Linked DNA regions of Sus scrofa: region 2 is linked to region 1. Evidence: chromatin contacts called from public HiChIP or PLAC-seq data. All regions are on one chromosome and are shown on one strand. Each heading gives the region's core, a stretch centred on a gene start, on an enhancer-like site or on the middle of the called end of the contact. The rest is flanking DNA. Distances are from core to core; before and after follow the strand shown.

Region 1 (6,575 bases), core at 1,662-4,161:
CTCTGGCCTGACCCCCCAGACCAGCCCCTAACCTCACGCCATATAAGGCACCAGCTGCCCCCCTCCCTCCCCACCCCTCCCTCCCTCCTTGGGGAGCAAGCAAGCAAGGGAGACTGGTGTTTGTTTCAGTCCCCCCTCCACCGCTATATGATATAGCAGGGGCCCCACAAAAACCTCGCCTGAATTTTCCTACCTGGCTTATCAATTTCTATTGATTAAGGAGGTCGAGAACCCTGCATGGTAACAGTCCCAGCTCAGGAGGGCACAAGAAGACAGACTGGACAGACACAAAAAAACACCCTCTTATATACAAAAACTGGGTGTGTGATGAAGGACACATAACGAAGGGGAAAGAAAGATTAGTCCACAACTGGTGCCGATGGCACTTAGAAGTTCATTTCACTTAATACATCAAACGCGGTACCAAATTATTCATTAAAGGGTGAATATTTCAAAAGTATTTTTAAAAAGTATACCATAAAAACTAGAATAAAATATCATTTAATGTTAATTAAGACTTGAAGGGAATAACTTCTAAGCCCAGGACCCACAGAGGAAAATCATAAAGAAATGTTAACCAGGCTCGATATCTTTTGAGAGCGTATTATGGTCAGTCTCTATTTTTTTTTTTTTTTTTTTTTTAGGCCACACCCACAGCATGTGGAGGTTCCCAGGCTAGGGGTCAAATCAGAGCTGCAGCTGCCGGCCTACACTACAGCCACAGTAACACTTGGGATCTGAGCCGCTTCTGCGACCTACACCACAGCTCATGGCAACGCCGGATCCTTAACCCACCGAGCGAGGCCAGGGATTGAACCTGCATCTCTTGGATCCTAGTCAGGTTCATTACTGCTGAACCACAATGGGAACTCCCCCCCTTCCCTCCCTTTTTTTTCTGTGCCTGATTTCTACCTTAGGTTATGGGGTTTCTGACAACACCTGTGTGTCTGCAGTGGCCTTTTCCTGAGATGGAGACAGAGCCCAATGACCCCAGCTGCCTGGGGAGGGGCCGTGGCCCCACAGTTCCCCTCTCTTAGCACCCTCCGCTTTGTGTGGGCTTTGTCTGAAAACACCTGAAATCACAAGTGAAGCGGCTCAAGGTCATCTTCCTGCAGCTGCTCTGCAAGCTGTGCAAATGTGCGGCAGGACATCATACAATCCAGCTGCGGCCGCCAGTTGGTTCCTAGGCAACTTCCAAGGCAACGGCTCAAGCAGGCCTAGAATGCATTGTCTGGCCTCGGCGGGCAGCCTTCTCCGGGAGAGATCTCACAGGAGTCAGATGTTCCCCCCATTCTTCCAGGCCGAGAGGAGATGGGAACCCAGGCCCTGCCTCCTGGAGAGCCTTTGTTAGCCCGGACTCCTGACCCCTTTGGCCAAAGGCACTTCAGAAGTGACTCGGGGAAGCACAAATGCTCAGAGAATGTGGCCAAGGGGAAGGAGGAGGTTCAGAGGAACCCCCATCACAGCACCAGTCCCTTAATGCTGCTTCCCATGATCCCTTTGGGAGACGGCTGTGCCCAAGTCAGAGAGCACTTGGGAGCCCCCCATACCCCAAGCTGGACCTGGGTTGCATTTCAGGGGCAGCAGCACCCCTGCCAAGCTGCCAACTTGTGGAGGGAGCTGCCCCAGGATGCCACGGCAGGCAGCTCCCAGGAGAAGCCCCAGCTGAGAGCACTGGGCACCCAGTGCTTGCCATGTCCTCTCCTAACCTGCCCAGTACCCACCTTTTTCTGGAATCAGTTGTGCCTGCCTGTCCCAAAATTTCACTTCCAGGAAGGCAATAGGCTTCCTAGACACACAACCCTGTAGCTGCAAACACAGAGCCTGAGGCCGACACCCAGGAACTTGCCTTAAGATACCTCGTAACAGGAGGTCCCATTGTGGCTCAATGGGTTAAGGACCCGTCTCAGTCTCTCTGAGAATGCAGGTTTGATCTCTGGCCTTGCTCAGGGGATTAAGGATCTGGCATTGCTGCAAGGTAGAGCAAAGTTTGTAGATGTGGCTCAGATCTGGCATTGCTGTGGCTGTGGGGTAGGCCAGCAGCTGTGGCTCCAATTCGACCCCTAGCCTGGGAACTTCCATATGCCATGGGTGCCGCCCTAAGAAGAAAAAAGAGGGAGAAAACAAAAGACAAAAAATAAATAAATAAATAAAAATAAAACCCCGAAAAAACCCTTGTAACAACTTTCCTGAATCTGAACTTTGTATACAGTGGTAACAGTGGTGCATTGCCTTTCTCAGCCTCCACCTGGCTCGAACACCCAGCACAGGGCAGGCTGCAGAGACCTCTTCAGAGATGCTGATCAGTGGTTGTCCCACCACCGCCCCCCGCCATCCCCTTTGAACAGATTCAGTCTTGCCCATAACTGAGCTCCAGCGGCTCCTGGCTACAGCAGATTGGACCAAATGGGGCATCTGAATGTTGGCAGGCAAACTGCAGCTGCAGCTCCAGCCCCAGAGGGGCTGATTAGATTTCCCTCTGGATTCATTCTGCCTCAGGAACCTGAGGGCTCTGGCAGCAGCAGCAAGTCCAAAGCGCCAGGAAGATAGGAGGCCAACAGGGGGACAAGGTCAAGGACAAAAGTGCCACAGAAGGAAGCACCTGTTTCCACACACACACACATACACCGCCTCTCCTTGAAGCAGGGGTCAGCTGGCAGGAGGGAAATTTTCCTTACAAGCCCTTAGGAGTGACCGCTGTCCTAAATCTTCACGACAAGCCGTGTTCCGGGGCTCCCAACAGGGGGACTCCCCACCCAGAGACCCGGTTCACCCAGACACATGCATCCAATCCGTCTGGAGCCCACGGGCCTCGCAGGGCACAGGTACAAGGAGCATCCTGGGTGGGCGGGTCTGACCAACTTCCTCAGACACCAGAAGGAGGAAGCCGGTGTTTCCTGGTGTCTCACTGGGGTTCTTGCTCGGCGCTGACTGCCCGCTGGGCCTTCTCCAAGGCTGAAAGCCCCACCACCACACTGATGCCCTCGCTAGCGCCACAGCCTCGTCCTCAGCCTCACTTTTTATAAGCCTGCATAATCTCAGCATCTTGGGTGGTCTATTTTTACCCAGGTTTGCCTGGATTCCATGTGGCACCAGAATCACTGGAGGGAAAAGGCAGCTTATTAACAGCAGAAGCTCCCAGCTCTCACCCCTGACTCAGTGAATCAGAATCTCCAGACCCAGAGCCCCGAATATGTACTTTTAAAGCTCCCTAGAGGATGCTGAGGCACAGCTGGGGGTGGGAACCGCTGAGCCGGGCCAACTCCATCGAGACAGATGTGGAAACAGGCCCAGGAGGGGAAGTGTCTTGTCTCAGCCATTCAGCTCATAGTGGGGTGGGAGGTGGCCTCTCCAGACAAGCCCAACCCCCAGACAAGATGCTTTTGTGCAATCACCTGGGTCTGATTCCTCCAGGTGCTCACTGGGAGCACAGGTGGGGGAGGAAAAATGGACAAGTTGACATTTATTTTGCACTTGGGAGCTGAGCGCTAGACACATCCCATTTATCCACACCCTTATGGAGACAGAAAAATATATGTGTTTATACAAAGCTTCTTCTTTTTTTTTTTTTAATCTTTTTAGGACCTCACCTGTGGCATTTGGAAGTTCCCAGGCTAGGGGTCCAATTGGAGCTGCACCTGCCAGCCTACGCCAACAGCCACACAACTCAGGATCTGAGCCACGAATGTGACCCACACCACAGCTCATGGCAACGCCAGATCCCCAACCCACTGAACGAGGCCAGGGATCGAACCCACATCCTCATGGATACTAGTTGGGTTCTTAACCCACTGAGCCACATGAGAACTCCTTAAAGCTTCTGCATTAAACAAAAGAAGGACAGAAAGGACTCCACATGGACTTTCTATTTCTGGCCAGTGGAGCAACTTCTTGTTACTGGATGTGGTTTCCCTGCTCACCCGCTAAGGTTTGTAATAATAGAAAGTCAACATACGCAAACCTCAGGCATTGATAGCACCCCCTGAAAGGGAGTACAGGTTTCCCCTACTCCCCAACCCTTGAAGGAACCAGAAAAGAAGGCCACCCTGGAGAAACCCTGGTAAAACCCCAAGGCGGAGCCAGACCTGTTTTGCTCATCACTGAGTGTGTCTTCAGGCCCTAGCACAGTGCCTGATGTAGAGATGGTTGGGCCAGACCTGACAATCAAGCAAACGTGGAGGTTGTTATTGCTCCTATCAACCCAGCTTTATTGATCTCTTCTACCTGGTTAGCATCAGTGATCCCTCGGCCTCTGGAATGAAGGGGTGTCCTATAAGGTATGAGCAATACCCACTTCTAGAACTTTCCCGAGGAGCTGTCCCTTTGCCCAGCCACGACAAATCTCCCCTCCCTTGGAAGTGCCGCGCCTCCCACCCTGAAATGCCCCTCCGTCCACTCATGCTCTTGCTCTCTATCCAGGGAGCACTCCAAGACTCTCATCTCACCCACACCTGCTGTACCAGCTGGGTCTGCCCCTCCAGTAGGTCTCGCCCATCTCTCCTGTCCTCTCTTTGGGCCTCAGCTCACTCTTGGCTCCTCCTCGGAACAATCCTCCCTCCCTTCACTTCTTCCCAAAGAGAAAGCCCATCGGTCTGACGGGCGGGTTTCCCATCAGGAACTGGGCTGTGGTCCCTGTGGGCGCCATCTTTAGGCTCTTCCTCGTCCTGGATGAGGCCAACACATTCCAGTCCTCTTTGACTTCTGAGGCTGCCCTGAAGCTTTTCCTCACACAAAACGTTACCCTTTTTATCTGGGGATTGGGATCGAGGGGAATGACAGTGCCTTGATCTCCAGCCTGGGCCAAAAAAATATTGCACATGGTTCCACCGAGTCAAAGAGAGGTTGGGATTTGTTATCAGTGATAATCAGACCCTTATTGTTGTAATGCCCCCTCCCCCACCTTGACTGTCTCATTGTAATGTCCCCTCCCCAACCTTGACCAACCTGGCCTGCCCCTTCCAAACCCTTCCTCAGAAAGGTATGTGGCCCACTCCTCACCTGCCACTATGGGGGCCTTATACACCCCCAACCAACCAGGAAGTGTATCCTAAGACCCCTCTTTCCCCAACCAATCAGCAGGTTAGCAGGTGTATCAGGAGACCTCTCCTCTCTCCCTGGGCTATAAAAACAGACCCGACCCTGAGCCCCCAGGTCAGCTCTCCCTGATGAGGAAGTCAGCCACTGTTTTAACAAAGTCTCTCGCTTCAATAAACATGTCTTTTCTTCACCTTGCTTTGGATCCAGAAATTTCTTCTTTCCCACCCATGTGCACAGACCACGACATTTTGGTGGCTCATATAGGGACCTCAGTGGGGATTTCCGGCACAGTCCATGACGCAAACCATTATTAAATCAGGCTCTCTTCTCTCTTGATCCACAGACTGGACCCCGTCGACTTTAGGATGAAAAACCTCAAAGTATTCTGTGCCGGATTCTACCACGTGTGCTCCCTTACGTCCATGTTCATGGATGATGCTTACGCCAGCAGCGGCAAAACTTTAACTGTGTTTTCACCCACTTGAGTGGAGCAGGAGGGGATACGCAGAAGACACCTGTCTTAGAGGGTCTCACCATCCGGTGTATCATCCAACCCAGTGGCTAGACTCCCTGGCCTGCCTCTTTGGATGCTCAGCTCAGCTCAGCTCTTTCCTGAGCAACCTCAGGGCTGATGATTCACTCCCCTTCCCCACCTCCCAGCCCCTTGCCACGGGGCAGCCAGAGGTCATCGCTGTCCCCTCCCCAGGCTCCTCGTGATGTGGAAATCAGCCTGGGAGGTGTAAAGTAAACTGTTTTCTGATGACAAATGGTTCTGAGGTGGAAAATAAAAGAAAGAAAAGAATAATGATACTGGTTATGCCAACTTTTTTTTTTCCTTTTGGGAAAATGTCATACATAAAACAGAAGGAAGCAAGATTTTTCCATAAAATCTATCTTCCCAGAATACTCCGACAGTGGCTCTCTTGAGTGGTCGAGACCTGTTCTGGCTGCACTAAGACTTACAACGTCAAGGGTGAGAGTCAGAACCCCCACCCCTGGAGGCCCCTTCGACTTCTGAGGGGTGTCCTGGCATGAGACTCGCCTCCCCAGATGGAGCAGGCAGCCAGCAACAGCTCCTTTCGACAGGAAGTGCCAGCTGGAAGGCTGGAAGGGTGAAGCCCACAGTGCCCACTTTTGATGGCCATGGGACAGTCACTTGGTGTTCAATTGGTAACCCTCTCCATGATTACCAAGGCCAAGGACCTGTCTTTGGATCTTTGAGAAGATGCACAGCTGGCTTCCCTTCTGAGGTCCCACGTGAGAACCTGAGCCTCTGACAGATGCTTCAGCCCTGACATCAGTGAGAAGGTAGGGGTGCCAGTCAGCTCCACTGCTGTCAGCAGGGCGATAAACCTGGTTCCAAAACCCCATCCCAGCTTGACCCTTCTGTTGGACTTCAAGGCCCCTTCAAGGAGATAGAACTCAAAGCCTCTGGCTAAGATGAGAATTACCAGACCCTTATCATCACCCCACCTGTCTCGTTGTAACCGCCCTTCCCCGACCTTGAGTGACCTGGCCTACTCCTTCCTGCCCCCTCC
Region 2 (6,575 bases), core at 2,585-5,084, 520 kb before region 1:
AAGAGATATTTGTACGCCCATGTTCCTTGCAACATTATTCACAATAGCCGAGAGGCGGAAACAACCTGTGTCTGTGGATGGATGAGTGGATAAACAAAGTGTGGTGAATACACATAATGAAATGTCATTCAGCTTTAAAAAGGAAGGAAATTCTGACACATGCTGCATCATGGATGAACCTCGAGGGAATTTTGCAAAATGAAACAAGGCAGTCATGAAAGGACAGATACTGTCTGATTCCACTTACACGGGGTATCCTGAGTAGTCAAACACAGGGTACCTTGAGTAGTCAAACTCAAAAAGACAGAGAGTAGGATGGTGGTGGCCAGGAGCTGGGGGAGTGGGCAAAGGGGAGTTGTTTAATAAGTGCCAAGGTTGAGATTTGCAAGAAAGCCTTCTGGAGATGGTCAGAGGTGATGGTTGCACAACAATGTGAATATACTTGATGCCACTGAACTGGGCGCCTAACAGTGATGATGATTAAAAAAAGAACCCCCAAATGCTATGATGGTACATATATGTTACATGTATTTTATCACGATTTTTTTCAAAAGGCCATTTGAGCCATTTGGGATCTTTAGACTGTAGAGATCCAACTGACACTGTGATCTTACCTAGAGGGGGACAGAGAGGAAAACAATCATTGCAGGACTGGCAGAAAAGAAGGAAGGAAGATGCAAAGGGGCCTGGGAAGTAGCAGCCAGAAGCATCAGGGGGAAAAACAGGAGTGGTGTAGGCAAGCAGAAGGAAGCCTGAGAGCAGGTCTCAGGTCCAAAAGCTGTAGAGACGCCAAGAACAAGAGGGGCTGAAAGGAATCCTGCATTGAGCAAGAGATTGTGACCGAGGTGAAGGCAGCTTCAGGGTAGAATCCAGATTACAGCGGGGTGGGCAGTATGTGGGCTGAGGACATGGAGAAAATGGGTGCCTCGGAATTCCCATTGTGGCGCAGGAGAAATGAAAAGTGGTGCCTCCTGGAGGCTTGGCTGCGAAGTGAACGGGAGAGGAGCTGGTAATGACCACATCGATACAGGGCTGTCAGGAGTTGATGACAAGATCATTGGCTTTGCAACTTGCTCCAATTTCACGCTCACTCAGCATCCTTCTGCACATATCCGGATCCCAGTGCCCACAAGAACATCTGGCCCACCCGACAGCCTTGAGAAACTGGTGTTCTACTTGCTCCTTCATCCTCTCAAGAATTTGGTTACCTGGGGACTTCCTGTTGCGGCTCAGTGAACCTGACTAGTATCCATGAGAATGCGGGTTTGATCTCTGGCCTCGAACAGTGGGTTAAGGGTCCAGCATTGCCATGAGCCGTGGTATACTTTGCAGATGAGGCTCGGATCCTGCATCACTGTGGCTGTGGCATAGGCTGGCAACTACAGCTCTGATTCGACCCCTAGCCTGGGAACTTTCATATGCCGCAGGTGCAGCCTTTAAAAAAGAAAAAGCAAAAGAATAATAACAATTATTATAATTAGATTAATTATTATTATAATCAGCTAGCTGAAGAAAGCTCACCAATGCCAAGCACCTCGGACAAGACCAAGCTTTGGGAAATGCAAAGCTCAGGAGGTCGGACAGCCTGGCGCTCTCCTTGAGCCCATGCAGCATCTCCCGGCTCTGTCTCTCTCTGCCTGAAATGCCGTCCTTCTGACGCACACAACTTAGTTTTCTTCCCACGCATCCTCCTTTGAGACTCAGCTTAGCCTTCACTCCAAAAAGCCTTCCCAGGCCCTCCCTGCCCGCCCCAGGCTGGGGTACCAGCCCTTCCGCTGTGCACCCTTCACAGGGACCCCATGCCTGTGACACCGTGTTCCCCATATTGTCTGTCTGTTATTTGCTGGCTTCCCCCCATTGAGCTGTGAACAACCAGAGGGCTTCCTGTTTGTGCCACCCCTGTTCCCAGCATATTGAAGGTGTTCGCTAAGTGTTTACAGAACTGGTGAATGAATGGCAAAGACAGATGAGGTTGAAACTGCCTGGTGAATAACAGGACAGGAAATCCATTCTGAGAAGGCCGTATTTATTCTGTTTGCCACACACCAGATGTGAGGGGTCTATGAAAAGATCTGGACCGTAATCTTCAAGAGCATAAGCACGGGAGGTCGTTTATCACATCTTCCGTGTTGGAAAGAGGAACGGTAGTTACACTTGGCCTCTGTGCTCTCCAAATGATGTGTTCATACTTGAGGCTGGCACATCGTGAACAATAAATCTTTGTTGAATAGAAGAATGAGTCTTTATTATAGAACGTATAACACGACTTCCTAGTTTTTATTTATGTATGATGTTCTCCTCTAATTGTGAGCTCCTGGAAGCCTGGGACTGTGTCTTGCTCCTGTTTGTTAACAGAATCAAGCACAGAGCTTTGCACATAGTAGGGGTCAAAAATGTCTATTGGCTGGGGAGGTCCCATTGTGGCTCAGTGGGTTATAAACCCGACCAGCATCCTTGAGGGTTAGGGATCAGTGGGTTGGAGTTCCTGTTGTGGCACAGTGGAAACGAATCTGACTAGTATCCATGAGGATGAGGGTTCGATCCCTGGCTTTGCTCAGTGGGTTAAGGATCCAGCATTACCCTGAGCTGTGGTATAGGTCAAAGACATGGCTCGGATCCCACGTGGCTATGGCTGTGGTGTAGGCTGGCAGCTGCACTCTGATTCGACCCCTAGCCTGAGAACCTCCATATGCCACAGGTGCAGCCCTAAAAAGCAAAAAAAAAAAAAAAAAAAAAAAGTTTATTAGCTGAAATAATGAATTTCTGAGATGAGAGTGAGGCGCGCATGCACACACGTATTCTACATTTTCTTTTTTTTTCCTCCCCAGTATTATTTTTTCCATAGGAAACCAGGTGAAAAATCCATTTATTATTATTGGTTTTTAATGAGCCTGAGTGCTTCTGCAGGCTTCCTTGGCAGTTTGCTCTGGCAGCAGCTAACATGCTTCCTTTGCATCAGTAGAGGTTCGGAGGGGTCACAACTGGACTGTGACTGTGATGGCACCTAGCGCTTCTGGAGGGGGTGGGGTGGGGACTGGGGCGTCCTGTGATAGAGACCTACGTGTGTAGGGGGACATGCTGTCACGAGGCAGCTGTGCACCTAGGTGTGGGTACAGGAAGTTTTACTGAGGCTGCCCAGTGGAGTTGCATGCTTAGCATTATTAAACTTTCCAATAACTATTCGATTTAGCAATAGATACGCAAAAGATCAGTACCCAGTGGGTATCTAATCTAGGTTTCCTTCTACTGGCTCTCTAGTAACTAGAGCAAGAAGAACTCCCCTAACATCCTCTGTCTTTGGCCTGCCTGCAGGGGAAATGGGTTTGTCTAAGCAAACCCATTTTTTTTTTTTTTTGGTCTTTTTAGGGCTGCACCCATGGCATATGGAAGTTTCCAGGCTAGGGGTCAAATCAGAGTTGCAGCTGCCAGCCTATGCCACAGCCACAGCAACACCAATCTGAGCCATGTCTGTGACCTGTGCCACAGCCACAGCAATGCCAGATCCTTAACCCACTGAGCGAGGCCAGGAATCGAATTGCATCCTCGTGGATACTAGTTGGGCTCATTACCACTGAGCCATAATGGGAACTCCAAGTATTTTAAGAAATACATATATTTTCCCTTTACTGATGGAATGAGGATGTCACAAAAAGAGAAGCAGGTCCTCAGTGCCACGGGTAGTTTCATTTTGGAGGTTCTTATCGTCGCTATTGGGGCTGTGAAACTGGCTGGATCAGAGCAAAGATGACAGCCCCTCCCCCGCCTGCTCTTGGATCAGCTCCGCACAGCATGTCTTTGTCCTTTTGGGAGACCAGCTCTTCAGCCTAGAGACATCCATACTGTCCCCACCCTGGGAACAAGCACAGAGGCTCATGAACGTTACTTCAGCCCATATACTTACTGCCTCTGGGCTTTGATGGGTGACCCTCCCCCCCAAGCAGTAGTTCAAGGTCAGCCAGGGAGGGGAGTGCCCTTGGAGTGCCCTTGGTAATGGGCCTCTCCTCTGTGGCTTCCAGGTTTGGCTCCAGCTCCATCAACAGAGATGGGAAAGCCTTAAACTTTAATGATCTGTAGCCTGATTTCTCTTGGACTAGCCCGATATCCTTCCCTGCTCTCTTCAGGAGGTGCTTGTCCAAAAGCATGTTCTGTTTATTCCCAGAGAAAAGAGCTGGCTTCCTTTTCAGCTCTTTTTCTGCTCATCGTTATTTGTAAATTCCGACTCTCCAGTCTCCAGCTAGGCAAATTTACAAGTTATTTTTAGCAGCTATGTGGAAACCTCACTGTCAAAAAGTGTCCTGATAAAAGAACAAGGACAGTCTTCATTAAAAAAGATTTCAGAAATGCGTCGCCTGTTTCCTCCTGTTCTCTCACCTCTGCTTTAAAACAGAGCCTTTTCATTTGACACGATGGTAACAGTTCTTAATTCTAGGTGGTGGGAGTGCGGGTTTTAGTTATAGTGCTATGTAGGCTTTTCTGTAACGTTTCTATATACCAGGGGAATGGAACCCCCTAAAGCTAAATTGCTTTCTGCCTTCCCGCCTGAGCTTCTGTTCTCCGCTCAGCTGCTATCAGCTCCCCAGCTGCTCTAACCAGGCCACACCGTTTCCTTTGAGCTCGAGATCTCTGTGTTCCAGGCCAGTGCTTCCCCCACCTAACAACCGTCGCTTGCCAACCATTCTTGCTGGACCTGGAAGTGAACCACTGATCCCAAAGATTAAAAAACAAAATAAGGAGATAGAGTGTCCCCAGGGACCTCTCTGCTGAACCTGACCAGGGCTTACTAGCCTTGCTCCTGTGCTTTCCCAGGGAGAGGAGGTGGCCAGACTCACTAAAGCCGCTGGGGGTGGAGGAGTCTGGACCCAGATGACACAGTGCTTGACACGAGAGGCAGCTGAGGTGCTGAATGAAACACGTTTCCAGAGCCACAGGTTTCAGCTGACGTGGCTGCACCCTCGTCTGCTGTCCATAATCCAACAAATTGCATCCTGGGGTTCCTGCAGCATCTTCATTTACAAGAGTGGTTCTCGAGCATATTAGGTGTTGTATCAGAATCAACAAGCTCAAAAAGAGCACACAGATTAGACTTTCTTTCTTTCTTCCTTCCTTCCTTCCTTCCTTTCTTTCTAGGGCCTCACCTGCGGCATATGGAAGTTCCCAAGCTAGGGATCAAATCAGAGCTACAGCTGCCAGCCTACACCACAGCCACAACAATGTGGGATCTGAGTCACGTCTGCAACCTACAACAGAGCTCACGGCAACGCCAAATCCTTAACCCACTCAGTGAGAGCAGGGATCGAACCCACCACCTTGTGGATACTAGTCCGATTTGTTTCCGCTGCGCCACAATGGGAACTCCATATTCCTGGAGTTTCTGATTCAGTAAGATTGGGGTGGAGCCCAAGAATTTGCATGTCTCACACTTTCCCCGGGTAAAGCTGCTGGTTGGGGACAACACTTAGATTTAGAAGATACAGTGGCGGCGGGTGGTTTTCATCTTATCTCTGTGCTGGGGTGAAATCAAAGTCAGGAGAGGAAGAGCTGAGGTCATTTGGCTCAGCTCTGGGCCTCCCCGTCTGCTTATAACTCAGCAGCGCCATTGCCTCTATTCTGTACACCAACCGCCTGGCACGGGTGCTGTTTGGGAAGGCACACGTCATGTAGATCTCAACCCACAAGGGGTTTTCTTTTCTTTTCTTTTTCTTTTGTAGGGCTGCACCTGCAGCATGTGGAAGTTCCCAGGCTAGGGGTCCAACTGGAGCTACAACTGCCAGCCTATACCACAGCCACAGCAATGTGGGATCTGAGCCACATCTGCAACCTATACCACAGCTCACGGCAACACCAGATCCTTAACCCACTGAGCGAGGCCAGGGATTGAACCCGCATCCTCATGGATACTAGTTCTTTACCACTGAGCCATGATGGGAACTCCCCAGAAGATATTTTCTCTGGTCTTACTGACGCTGCCCTCTTGCAGTTTGCCTTTCTAGTTGGTTGGCAGTTTAAGGAACGTTTCTCAAAACTTCGTAGCATAACGGGTGTTTGAAGCCATGTTTCAGGGTGTCCTGATTCTACCTGCCCATTCTGCTTGCTGTTCCCATGGCATCTCATTGCCCACGAGTTGGCTGAGTGTCTGGTTGCCGTCTGTCTGGGCCAGCCTCCCTGCCCACACGGAGGACTGAGCTCTGGAGTTTCTGCAGCCAAGCTCGATGCACTGTGGCCCAGCTGGCTACAGCCCAGGAGTTCATAGTTTCTGTCTGTCTGTCCTTTTCTTATTTTTTGGCTGTACCTGCAGCATGTGGAAGTTCCCGGGCCAGGGATCACACCTGCACCACAGCAGTGACAACATCAGAGATCCTTAACCCGCTGCAACACCAGGGAACTCCAGAGCTCTGTCTGTCTTCTGATGCAATTTAGAGCTGATTGGTGGCACTAATAGAATGGCTCGGGAAGTGGAAAAATCCCTGACATGTCTGTCCTGTGCGTTTGGAGAGAGGGGAGAGCAAGGGGGTTGGGGAGGGGCAGTCTTTGTTTGCATTGTTCAGTGAATTTCCCCAATCTCCACTTCCAACGTT

Evidence for each region. HiChIP or PLAC-seq counts read pairs in DNA pulled down with a chosen protein or histone mark.
Region 2: an H3K27ac HiChIP or PLAC-seq map of skeletal muscle shows a contact between it and region 1, with 7 times the contacts expected there. The contact joins two enhancer-like sites. A contact is called at or near these places in 1 of 47 Hi-C or Micro-C datasets (fibroblasts) and 1 of 2 datasets of contacts at active chromatin or transcription factors (skeletal muscle).

The regions. Positions count from the first base shown.
Region 1 is chr10:14,499,582-14,506,156 of Sscrofa11.1, reverse strand. No RefSeq gene overlaps it. Among named protein-coding and RNA genes, the nearest start is that of ITPKB, 33 kb to the right of the region's middle. Within about 2 kb of position 2,911, at least 19 of the 83 cell types and tissues checked have an H3K27ac peak or open chromatin away from gene starts, as enhancers often do. A contact at or near this core is called in skeletal muscle, where this site is marked.
Region 2 is chr10:15,017,185-15,023,759 of Sscrofa11.1, reverse strand. No RefSeq gene overlaps it. Among named protein-coding and RNA genes, the nearest start is that of AHCTF1, 22 kb to the left of the region's middle. Within about 2 kb of position 3,834, at least 26 of the 83 cell types and tissues checked have an H3K27ac peak or open chromatin away from gene starts, as enhancers often do. A contact at or near this core is called in skeletal muscle, where this site is marked.